Regions from separate parts of the Sus scrofa genome. Here regions 1 and 3 are each linked to region 2. The links are chromatin contacts, called in public Hi-C and promoter capture Hi-C maps. All regions are on one chromosome and are shown on one strand. Each heading gives the region's core, a stretch centred on a gene start, on an enhancer-like site or on the middle of the called end of the contact. The rest is flanking DNA. Distances are from core to core; before and after follow the strand shown. Region 1 overlaps C3H7orf50. Region 2 holds the start of C3H7orf50. Region 3 holds the start of LOC100522861 (cytochrome c oxidase assembly protein COX19).

Evidence for each region. Promoter capture Hi-C pulls out the DNA fragments that hold promoters and counts their contacts. Hi-C and Micro-C count contacts between places; a contact is called where the count stands out from the background.
Region 1: a contact with region 2 is called in a Hi-C map of skeletal muscle, with 3 times the contacts expected there. The contact joins the enhancer-like site here to the promoter of C3H7orf50 in region 2. A contact is called at or near these places in 2 of 5 promoter capture datasets (liver and skeletal muscle), 3 of 47 Hi-C or Micro-C datasets (embryonic fibroblasts, mesenteric adipose tissue and skeletal muscle) and 1 of 2 datasets of contacts at active chromatin or transcription factors (skeletal muscle).
Region 3: a promoter capture Hi-C map of fetal liver shows a contact between it and region 2, with 4 times the contacts expected there. The contact joins the promoter of LOC100522861 here to the promoter of C3H7orf50 in region 2. A contact is called at or near these places in 4 of 5 promoter capture datasets (fetal liver, liver and skeletal muscle), 25 of 47 Hi-C or Micro-C datasets (adipose tissue, alveolar macrophages, blood and 13 more) and 2 of 2 datasets of contacts at active chromatin or transcription factors (alveolar macrophages and skeletal muscle).

The regions. Positions count from the first base shown.
Region 1 is chr3:668,764-672,596 of Sscrofa11.1, reverse strand. All of the region lies in intron 2 of C3H7orf50, which reads left to right. Among named protein-coding and RNA genes, the nearest start is that of MIR339-1, 3.7 kb to the right of the region's middle. Within about 2 kb of position 1,881, at least 78 of the 83 cell types and tissues checked have an H3K27ac peak or open chromatin away from gene starts, as enhancers often do. A contact at or near this core is called in embryonic fibroblasts, liver, mesenteric adipose tissue and 1 more, where this site is marked.
Region 2 is chr3:743,276-747,051 of Sscrofa11.1, reverse strand. It overlaps C3H7orf50, which reads left to right and starts at 1,682. Exons shown (of 5, transcript XM_013987679.2): 1 at 1,682-1,832. It overlaps LOC102163231, which reads left to right. Exons shown (of 3, transcript XM_021085953.1): 3 at 1-360.
Region 3 is chr3:634,035-637,703 of Sscrofa11.1, reverse strand. It overlaps LOC100522861 (cytochrome c oxidase assembly protein COX19), which reads left to right and starts at 2,364. Exons shown (of 3, transcript XM_021085943.1): 1 at 2,364-2,528; 2 at 3,268-3,403. The coding sequence starts at 2,447.

The DNA of each region.
Region 1 (3,833 bases), core at 632-3,131, 75 kb after region 2:
TTCGTGTGAAGATGCCGCTTAACAAGCACGTGGAGTTCACCCCATCGGCCGCAGACCGTCTTCCTGACCGGGGCGCTGAGCCCGGCTGCCTGGGGTCCCTCAGGGCGGACCCTGTGCTGCTGCCAGGGTCACACGGTGGGCAGGTCTCTCGACCACACTGTTCCACTCCACCAGCTGGACCTTGTGGGCAAAAGTCCCCAGGGGGGTGGACTCGGTGCCCTTTCTCTTGGGGTCCCTACAGTGAGCCCGGGGGTGCAGCTAGCAGCCCTGTGCCTGATGCTCTCAGACCTGGGCTGGCAGCCCCTGCTGGGGGTCTTCTCCACCTGCCCAGCCCCCAGGCCTCTGTGAGGCCTTGCGGGGACAGCAGGTACCTTGCAGGCGGGTCCTTGGGCAGACAGGGGCCTGGGAAGGAGCTGGGTGGTGAGCAGGCAGACCTGACCCAGTGCACACACTCGCTGCGCCTCCGTCTCTTCATCTGCAAAGTGCAGATAACAGGGTGGCTGGGAGCGGGAGATGAGATAGCGTCGGGCAGGAAGCTCCCCCTGGGGTGCAGTCCTCACTGCGGTGTTGGCGCCAGCACCGCTGCCCCTCCCCCACCGGCCCCAGGCCAGCTCTCCCCCGGCTGGGCTCTCTGTCTCCCAGGCTGCCCATTAAAGTCACCAGGACGAGATAATGGCCTGAAGAAACTCGATCGGGGGCTCGTGGGCGGAGGAAATACACTGTGACTCAGAAGACCCCAAACGGTGTCCCTTCCGAGAAACTGGCAAAATCCCGAAAACTGTTAACACCTCCAAGGCCTGGTTCCCTTATCTGTAAGGCCAGAGCGCTGACGCCCGCGTGCTAGGGGTTAAACAGCATCGCAGAGGCGAGACCGCCCAGCACAGAGTCCCGGCCCTGCCCCCCCCCCCTGCCCTCCACTTTCCTCCGGCTCTGGGAGGCCTCTGCAGTCCCTCTGCAGGTGGTTCCTGCCCCCACCCCACCCCACCCCCCACTATTGAGCAAGCAAGCAAGCGTGGGTGTGTGGATTGGCCTGTGGGTGGTGGGGAGGTGGCCAGAGGAAAAACACAAAAAAGATGCAGGCTTGGCTCTGGGGCTTCGCAGATCCTTATCGGGCTGTGAAGCTGGGACACCCACACCCAAAGCGGGAGGGGAACACCCGGCGGCGGCAGCCAGAGGACGGCCAGTCCTCATGCTGAGAATACAGAGCACCCCCCCACCCGGAACCCCCCCCCCTCCTGCAGAGCCTGCTGTGGGCCTTGGGCCCGTGGCACCGGCTCGGGGCTTCTGGGGTGTTTTCTTTGCACTGTCACAGCTGATCAGCGGTCTTGTCTTAGGGGAAGGGGCACAAGCGCCGGAAGAGCATTTAATAAAGCAAGCTGCGCCACTCGCCCACTGAAGTGACCGCGATGGAGCCCACAGGCGGCGGGTCCCGGCTTTGATCAGAGAACTCGGGGGTGTTCTGGGAGGGAGGCAGAGAAGGCTTCCCTGAAGATGAGGGGTAACTGGGGGTCTGCAGTGAGGACGAGTTGGAGACAGGGCTTGACCGCAGGCAGACCCCTGGACAAGGGCTCGGTCAGCCAGTAGGAGGCTGAGAAGCGGCCCTGAGCCTCCGTCCGGCGTCACTTGGCCCGGTGGGCGCTGCCAGCCCCGGCGCGTCACCCCTCGCCGCCCCGCCACCCCTCGCCGCCCCGCCACCCCTCGCCGCCCGCCACCCCTCGCCGCCCCGCCACCCCTCGCCGCCCCGCCACCCCTCGCCGCCCCGCCACCCCTCGCCCAGCAGCTCCCGCCTGGGTCTGGGGGTCCCGGCCCACGTGCTGGGCTGGCCCCGCCCAGCCGGGAGCCCCGCCCACACGCCCCGTCGTGCTTGCGTCACCGCCCAGCCGGCTGGATCTGGTTCCAGCCGAGCCGGGCCGGCCTGACATGCGCAGTGCGCGGGGGCTGCGGCGGGCCGGGCGTTGCCGCGGGCCGCGGGCACACCTGGCGGCCTGGGACGCGGAGGTCAGTGCGCTCGGGCCGGCGGGGTGGGTGGGGGTCGGGCCGGCGGGGCCGGCGGGGCCGGGCGGGGGGCGGGCGGCGCCCTGGAGACCCGCGACCCCGGGAGGCGGGGCCCGGCCCCTCTGGTCCCCACTTGGAGAAGACAGTGCAGAGCGCCCCGCTCCCCAGGCCCGGGGTCGTGCACCGAGGCCAGGCTGCGGTGGCCGGGGGCTCCGAGACACGACGCGCGGCCAGTCCCCGGGCGAGCTGACCCCCGGCGGACCAGGCCCGCTGCCCGCTCCCCGTAAACGGGAGGAGTGGCCCGGACCACGTCCCTGCCCCCTCCCCGGGTGAGGCCGTCATCCGCTTGCGACCCACATTCGGGACCTTTGCGGCCCCCGCCCCTCAGAGCTCGTTAAATGTCAGGGTTTGGGGGCCGAACCCACAAGGGCATTTACCGTTTTGCTTGTGAAATTACTTGGCTGTGAGTAACATCACTTGGCTTCGTGATTTGCTAAAATTGATCGTTACACCCAGGAATTCTCTCCAAGCGGGAAAAATTCAGCCCGTCGCTAGCTTCCTGGTGTGATGCAAATGAGTTTGGAAATTGCGTTTAACAACGAACGAAGGTGCCGGAATGGAGGTCGTTTATACCCCTTTAATGAAGCCTTTGAGTTTTGCAGTTTCTTCGTCTGGGAGCCAGTAACGCCTTGTGTTTTGTTTTTTTCCCTGAACGGCCTGCAGCCCGGTGCTTGCTGGGCTGCCACGTGGAAGTGGGTTAGGACCCGGCCCCAGCACCTCTGCTGCTTTGTGCCCAGGGGTGCAGTTTTGTCTCCTGATGGGGGGCGGGGGGGTGCCCAGAAGCCCCTGAGGACCAGGGCAGTGCAGGTGCTGCTCGGTGGGCGCAGGTGAAAGTGTAATTGAAAATCTTGTGCAAAAAATAGTTGGGTGTTTTGGGGTTTTGTGGGGGTTTTTGCTTTCAAGTTAGCAGCGTGGGATGCTGTGAGTGGGCTGCCCCAAGTACCTGTTCCTGGTGCCCCCAGGATCCACCTCAAGTGAGGGGGAGAAAGGTCTTTGTGGCTTTGTGGTTTGTGTTTTTAAACGTGAAGAATCTGATTTTCATTACAACGGAGGGGCCGTTGCTGTCACGTTCGCTGTCAGTTAAACGTTGGAAGGCGTTGGGAAGGAAGCCTAGTGTGTGTTGGGTGTTATTTCTAGACTCACGCTTCCTGTGCTCAGTATTCCACCCGGGCTCTGCCCGCGCTGCCTGTCAGCCCGCCAGAGCCGTGTTTCCACGTTAAAAGCTGCGTGCAGCCGGGCGCCTCTTGGTCCGGGTTCCAGGGGTGAAAGGAAGGCTGGTTCTCGGTGGGAGGAGGTGGGCGTGCCCCCCCCCCCCAAGGCCTTCTCCCAACTCAGGCCAGGGGGCCGGCGCTGCGGGTGTGCCCTGTGCCTCCCGGGACCTGGGACATTCTGAGCGAGGCTGTCGACCCCGCGGGGCGCGGGCCTGACACCCAGGCAGAGCTCTAGGGGTCCTGGTGTGCATGTCGCAGCTCCCGCGGAGGACAGCCACCTGGATGTGGGTGAAACCAGCCCAGAGGCTTAGCAGGATCCTGGGAGGGCTTGGCCGCAGGAGACCCCGGCGCCTCAGGCGGGTGGGGGGGGGCTGTGAAGGTCTGCAGGGGGCAGTAGGGAGCCTGCGGAGGGCTGGCCGCCCAGGCAGCCTCATCCAGCCTCGTCCTCTTCTCAGAAGGCCTTGAAGACTGGGTGTGAAGGAGCCAGGTTCCCCTTCAAGTGGGCAAACAAAAGCCACGCCTGTAAATGCTTGGCCCCCGGCTCCTGGGGGAGCAGCGTAGCCTCTG
Region 2 (3,776 bases), core at 433-2,932:
GTTTGGGGTCTGCACACTTGCAGGCAGTATGAGATTCATTTCTTCCACCTGGCGTGGGTTTCAGTCTCTGCAAAACAGCTCAAAGAACATGGGTCAGAATATTACCTACAGCCCTGGAGGAGGAACTAAAGTTCCTTGATTTTTGTTTTAGGGCTAAGCTATTTTGTCTTGCCTGACTATCTTCATTTATTTTTGCATTTTTCTCACTTAACTGATTAAATTTTTTGGAACTGGAAGTTCCGGTTGTGGCTCAGCAGTAGCAAACCGGACTAGTATCCCTGAGGACTCATCTTTGATCCTTGGCCTCATTTAGTGGGTTAAAGATCCCACGTTGCTGTGAGCTTTGGTGCAGGTCTCAGATGCGGGTTAGTTCTGGCGTTGCTGTGGCTGTGGTGTAGCTGGCCAGCTCTGATTCGACCCTTCGCTCGGGAATTCCACATGCCTCAGATGTGGCCCTAAAACAAACAAAAACAAACCTTTTTGGACCTAGAAGGCCAAGGAGGCTCAAGTTTTCTATATGGACAAGAGGCAGGTGGAGGCCATTGGGTAGGGGCGTTGTGGGGTGGGAGTCTGTTGCATTCCAGGAAGCTGCCATAGAGTCCTGCTCAGTTGCATGGCAAATTACCAGAGCTAAAAATAAAAGCAAAAATTAAAAAAACTACATCAACGCTTCTGTATATTTAAGCTTCTGGATGAACTTTTTTTCCCTAGATGGTCGTGAAGTCCTCCAGAGCAGCTGGAAAACGGAATGGCTTTTCCTGGAGTCCGTAGCGTTGGACGTGCTTGCACACATGGTTCAGAAACTCTACCCCCAAGTGTGTGCCTTATAGACTCTCACGTGTGTGAACACAGGACCAGCAGGGGCTCTGGTATAATGCGGCCAGATTAGAAACTGGCTGGCCTTAGAGAGTGGAACTAAAGAACCCTGCCTGGCTTTCCTATCTCCCATATCGAGAACCTTCCCTTGATAGCATAACCCCGTCCACCTGTCTCCTCCACGTGGTCTGCAGCTTAAATGTCCCCACAGGCCAAGTCTCTTTCTTCCCTTTCTCAGTGTTGGGACTATGAAGAAATCAACAACGGTGTAACCCCTCAGTTTCACTGGCAGTGGGTTGCCTCAGACCTCAGATACCCCGCGAGGTCAGGCCCACCTCCGCCTTCAACCCTCACCCCAGGTGACCTCACCTGGACTTAACAGGTGTCTGCATGCACCTCCGATGCATTGGGAACCCTGGCGCACAGGTGTAATGCGGAGATTGCACAATCTTGCTCCCACTTTTAAGTGAAAGCAGTTAAAAATCTACCTCTGGAGTTTCCCTCCTGGCTCAGCGGTGACAGTCCCCACTAGTATCCATGGGGAACGCAGGTTTAGGCCTCACTCTGTGGGTTTAAGGATCCTGCGTTGCCCTGAGCTATGGCATGGCTGTGGTGTAGGCCGGCAGCTACAGCTCGGATTCGACCCCTAGACCAGGAACTTCAAATATCCATGGCTAGCGGCCCTAAAAAGACGGGGGGGGGGAAATCTATGTACATTTTTATCTTGTTCAACATGAACCCCGGTGGAGCAACGGGCCTGCGCAGCTTCGAACTGGGAGGTCCCGCACGTGGAGGGTTGCCTGGCAACCGCAGGCTCCGGGCACCAGCGGCGCCCAGCAATGACGCCACCGGCGCGTCTGGTCGCGTCCCGGCCCTGGCGGCTACCGCTCGCCATTGGCCAGCGGGGAGACGGAGGCGGGCCTCAGCCAATGGGGGGGGGGTGCAGCTCCGGAGGGCGGGTCCCCGTTACCTGGGCGCCGCGTCTGCCGGAAGCCGGCGCTGGAGGCCACGCGCAGGTAGGCGAGGGGGGCGGTCTGGGGCCCGCCCCACGTGGGTGCGAGGTCTCCGGGGCTGGCGGGTGCGCAAGGAGGGCTGGGCGCTTCCCCGGTCGGCAACCTGGGGGGAGCGCGGGATCCCGAGCGCCGGCCGCTCCGGGCCTTCCCCACTGCTCGGGGGTGCCTCCCGGTTGTCCGCAGTGTTGGAGCTGAAGCAGCCCCGGCCCAGCGAGCCAGGCTTGGGGGTGGTTGGGGTGCGGTTGATTTTGCTTAGCCCCGCAGGCGGCGCCGGGCCGAGGAGGGGAAGGGAGGGAAGCTCTGGAGGAGGGTCCCAGCAGAGGGGGGGGCCTAACCCGATTTAGGTATTTCACTAGTCCTTCCGGACGCCGAGTCGCACGTGGGATGGAGGGGCCGGGGCGGAGGCCGCAGACGAGTTGGAGGCTTTTGAATAATCCAGGGGAGCGGGGCGGCTGGACCAGGATCCTCAGGGTAGAGGCCGTGAGGGGCCACTTCTGGAGGTGCTCTGGATGCGCCAACGGGGTTTACCGTGGCGTGGAAGGCTGTGCAAGACGGGAGTTGTGGGTGACACCAGGGTGTTAGCTGGAGCTGAAAGCGGGATTCCACCACGTGACCATTCTTGGGGGGGAACAGACCGTGCAGGAAGGTCAGGTGTGCAGAGGACGGTGGGGTGTGGATTGGACCCCTCCGTTGAGAGGGTGTGTGTGGGTGATACACACCTGAGCAGAGAAACCTTTAGCCCAAGGGTGGTGTTTCCAGCCACAGGGCCTGAAGAGAGGGAGGGGCTGAGCCTCCGCCCCTTCGGAGTCGGGGCGCAGGGTGCAAAGGGGTCGGAGAGTGGAGGGTGCCTGGGAAGCTGAGAGGAAAGAGCAGGGGAGATGGGAGGGACCAGTCGTGTCCGTTAGATCCACTCGGTGACTCAGAGATAAACAGGACCGGCTGTACTTGGTTTTGCTGTACTTGGTTTCAGGCGGTGAGGTGGGATTTTTGTCAGTGACCACAAACAGGGCAAGGCTGACCTGAGGCCATAGGGAGGTGGCGGCTGTGCTCAGGGAGTCGGGGTGGAAAATGACCAGAAGCATGACCGGGGCTGGTCTGTGGGAAACCCCCCTGGGCTTGCTGGCTGGTGTTCAGGAAAATGGGGCTCCTCCTTGACCCCAGAGGCTGAGGGAGCAGGCCCGTCTGCAGGTGTTGGCCGGATCCTTTGGCAGCCTGGATTTTTCTCAGGTGCTTTTCAGGGGACCTAGAGTCGCTGTTAAGATGTGGCCTCGAGCTGCTGGAAACTGCTTTTTTGTTCAAGTCTTTTCAGGCCCAGGTGGAGGCCTAGAGAAGGGCTCAGGGAGCCTGGCTGGGCTCTGGTCAGGAGCGTGTTAGCGCCTGGCTGTCATTGGTGGTTCTGGTCACATTGGGTGGGAGGGTGGCTGGAACGGAGTTCGAGAAGGCACCAGCGGACTGTGCTTGAGGGTGGAGGATTTCCTACTCTGACACAACGGATCTGCAGCATCTGCAGCACCAGGTTGCAGGTTCAACCCCCAGCCTGGCACAGGGGGTTAAAGGATCCGGCATTCCCGCAGCTGCAGCGTAGGTCGCAGCTGTGACTCAGGTCTGATCCTTGGCCCGGCAGCTCCATGTGCCTCAGGGCAGCCAGCAGAGAAGAAAATAAATAAAAGGAAGAGGGCGGAGAGCCTGTGGAAAGGGTTTTGGATGTGGGAACTTGCAGTGGGTCTTGTAGAAGGAGGGGCAGTGGATCCCGGGGGTGATGGCCTTGGCATTGGCGCCACAGCGAGGCGAGGTAGTGGGAGGCTCCCGGGAGCAGCTCAGGGCTCTGGAGTGAAGGTCCCCTGCCAGGAACAGGGGAGGGCAGCGGGGAGGAGGAGTTGACGGTCGAGAGGCTGAGAGGTGGGGAGAAGCCGCTGAGCGGGGCTGTGGAAGTGCTGGGCAGCCCCG
Region 3 (3,669 bases), core at 1,115-3,614, 110 kb after region 2:
TCCCAGCCCTCACTGCAAGTTCACGAGCAGAGCAAATGCCTGCTCTTTTACACCAGTGAGTCTGGGCTGTTTGTTATGCAGCAGTTGATAACTCGTATGCTGGCCGCATAACCCCCGGCTTGACCTCTGGGCGTCTCTATCTGAGATGAGGATGATAACACCTGCCTAGCTGTGTTCATTCTTCAAAAAAATGTTTGAGCACCTACTGTGTGCCAGACACTCTTGTGGGCCCCCAGGGCTGCCTGTGAAGCACCCCAGCAAATGAGAGGTGTTTCACGTGCCAGGCACAGGCGTGTCCCTTAAAAGCTGGCTGCTGCCTCCAGGTCCCTGGGCCTCTGAGGCTTTACCGATCCCTCAGGGCTGCCAGATGGAGAGGCCGCGAGGGCAGGCCTGGTGGGGAGGGGAGGGCTGTCCCTTTGACTGCTAAGCGGTGTGATCCCATCAAGTGGAAGAGAACCATTTGCTGGGTAATGAAAGCTTCTATTGTTCGCAGCTCTGGAAACGCATTAATGAATAACTCAGTGCTCGGTCCCTGAGTCCAGCGGTGTAGACGCTTGGTTACATGACAGGAACAGGTACAGTCATCCTTTGTAGTTTTAAGTGGCCCAGAGGCCCAGAGGATCAAGGCCCGGACAAGAGGATCGGGCTTTCCCAGCAGCCCCAGGCTCGCCCGCGGACACCCACCCGCCCAAGGCCCGCCAGCTCGGACACACGGGGCACCCAGCGGACTTCGGTCAGGAGGCCCTGCAAGTGGGTGCAGGGCGGGGCTGGAACGCGTCTGGGGGCGGGGCCAGGCCCGGGGGCGGGGGGGGGCGAGGTTATGGAGACCGGCTGGCGGGGGGCCTCTCCGCAAGACCCTGACTTTCGAGGAGCATTGGTGCTGGTCACGTGAGAGCCCCGGGGTAACGCAGCTCGTCCAGAGGAAACAGCAGGTGACTCTGTGATGCTGAGGACCCCACGTGCTGGTCACGTCCCGGGCCTGGCTCACCGCTGGGCTGGCGCCAGTGATTCAGTGGTGGCATGGGGGTGGCGCAGGTACAGGCCAGGGTACAGGGCTGGGAGGAGCTCCGCTGGGCAGAGCGGGGGTCTCCACGGAGCCCCTTTACTCGTTACTGCTGCCATTATGGCAAAAATAAATAAGTGTCAGGGGTTACCTATTTATGACGCGTTTTCACTTTTTTTTATCGGTTGAACTGTGTCTCCCCAAATTCATATGTTGAAGTCCTAACTCCGACTACCTTAGAATGTGACCTTTTTGGGACCGGGGTCATCTCAGGTGTAATTAGTTAAGATGAGGTCATCCAACAGGATGGAGGAGAATGTGAGAAGGAGAATGTGTATATAGGAGTTCCCGTCGTGGCGCAGTGGTCAGCGAATCCGACTAGGAACCATGAGGTGGCGGGTTCGATCCCTGGCCTTGCTCAGTGGGTTAAGGATCCGGCGTTGCCGTGAGCTGTGGTGTAGGTCACAGACACGGCTCGGATCCCACGTTGCTGTGACTCTGGCGTAGGCTGGCGGCTACAGCTCCGATCTGACTCCTAGCCTGGGAACCTCCATATGCCGCGGGAGCAGCCCAAGAAATGGCAAAAAGACAAAAAAGAAACCAAAAAAAAAAAAAAAAAAAAGAATGTGTATATATATCTGGGTCAATTTACTGTACAGCAGAAATTGACAGAACATTGTAAATCAACTCTAATAAACACTTTAAAAATAATAGATAAAAATATATTACATACAGGGAAAAAAAAAAAAAAAAAACGGGCCCTGAACTAGAAAAAAACAAAAAAGCAAAATAAAAGGGGGAAATTTGGACATAGACCCACGGGGAGAATGCCATGGGATGAGGCAGAGATGGGTGATGCATCTACAAGCCAAGGAGCGCCAGGAGGTGCCAACGAGGATGGTCAGGACACACCTTCATCTCTGACATCTGGACCTCAAAGCTGAGAAATCCTGTTGTTCTAAGCCTCCCAGACTGTGTTCTTTGTGACGGCAGCTCCAGGAAGCTAATACTCCTTCCTTCTCATCAGATAAGTGCCAGGATTAGGCCCCGGCGCCCCGGAGAGGCCCCGGCAGACACAGCCTGCCAGGACAGTGCAAGTCTGCTGTGTGTCTTTGGGCAACTTGCTGCACCTCTCTGAACTTCCGTCTCCTCACCATAAAGTGATGGCCGGAACCCCCCCTCTCCCGCCCCCACTGGGTTGCGGCGAGGGTTAGAGGCGACCAGCTTGGAAACGGCCCTTTCAGAGCCTGGGGAAGGTGCCTGGGCTCAAGGGGCGGGGCCTGGCGGCGAGGGCGGGCCCTGCATGGCGAGGGGCGGGGCCTAGGCGACGCAGGGCCTCTAGCCGCTCGACGTGCTCGGCGCTCCTGCGGGGCCTGCTCGGCGCTCGGCCGGCCGCCCTCCGTAGGGCGTGCGTCGCGCTGGGAGACTCTAGGCGCTGCCATCATGTCGACGGCCATGAACTTTGGGTCCAAGAGCTTCCAGCCGCGGCCCCCGGACAAGGGCAGCTTCCCGCTGGATCACTTTGGTGAGCGCCGGCTGTCGGGGCTCCCAGGCCGGACCCGCGCGGCCCTGGACCGGCCCGGTGGAGCCGCGCGGCCGGGGCGGCGCTGGCGTCGGGGCCGCGGACGCTCGGCTCGGCTCCGCCGGGTCCCGGCTGCGCCCTCCGGCCGGGGAAGGGGGCGCGGAGTCCCGGCCTCCGGTGCTCTGGGGCCGACGTTGCGTCAGTAAAATGTTTTAAGCGTGTGAAGCTCGCAGGGCGTTAAACTGTCTTGTGCAGAACTGAAAAACCGTCCCGGTCGCCGCACGTTTGGGCCGGCATTGCGGAGTTTTGACTCACCCTGGGGGAAAGCCTCCGTGGAAACTTAAGGCTTCGAAAATTGGCTTATCGGTGGCTTTTTGTTGGCCACCGTTTTACAGTGAACTAGTCTAAACACACGGCAAAGTCGAAAGAATCCTGCGGGGAGCTCCCCAGCGTCCGCTCCCCGCGTGCTCGCTCCCATTTTCCTGTCCTTGATTCTCCACGGGGCACCTTCTCCGTGGTCGCTTTCAGCGTATTTCTGGAGGCAGCCAGTTTTGTTCTGTTCTGTTTTGTTTTGTTTTGTTTTGTGTGGCCGCGCCCGCGGCACGTGACCCACGCCACAGCAGCGACCGGGAACCGGTGCAGCGACAACGCCACCACCTGGGAACTCCGTGAAGGCAACCGCTGGGCGAGCAGGTCATGTTTTCACTTTAAACCCAAAACATTTTTCCTTTTTTTTCTCTAGGTGAATGTAAAAGCTTTAAGGAGAAGTTCATGAAGTGTCTCCGTGACAATAACTTTGAAAATGCTTTGTGCAGAAATGAATCAAAAGAATATTTAGAATGCAGGATGGAGAGGCAAGTACATGCGAGCAATTACTGGTAACTTCTCTCCCTGAGCAATTGTTTGTAACTTCTCCCCCTTCCCAGGTCTCCTGCCCCGACGTTTCGCCCTGGAGGTGCTTGGGGTGGGCCTCACTCGAGCCTTGATTGGCTTGTGTTTCAGACCTGTAGAGCTGCTGGCCTCTGAAACTGAGGCTTGTCAGATTAAAGCTACTCAGAGTTGTTTAGCAATCGTGGGAACCTTTTCTCCAGGGATAGCTTTGGGCGTGATTGCATTCCTCAGAGTATTTCCTTCCAAATTTGGG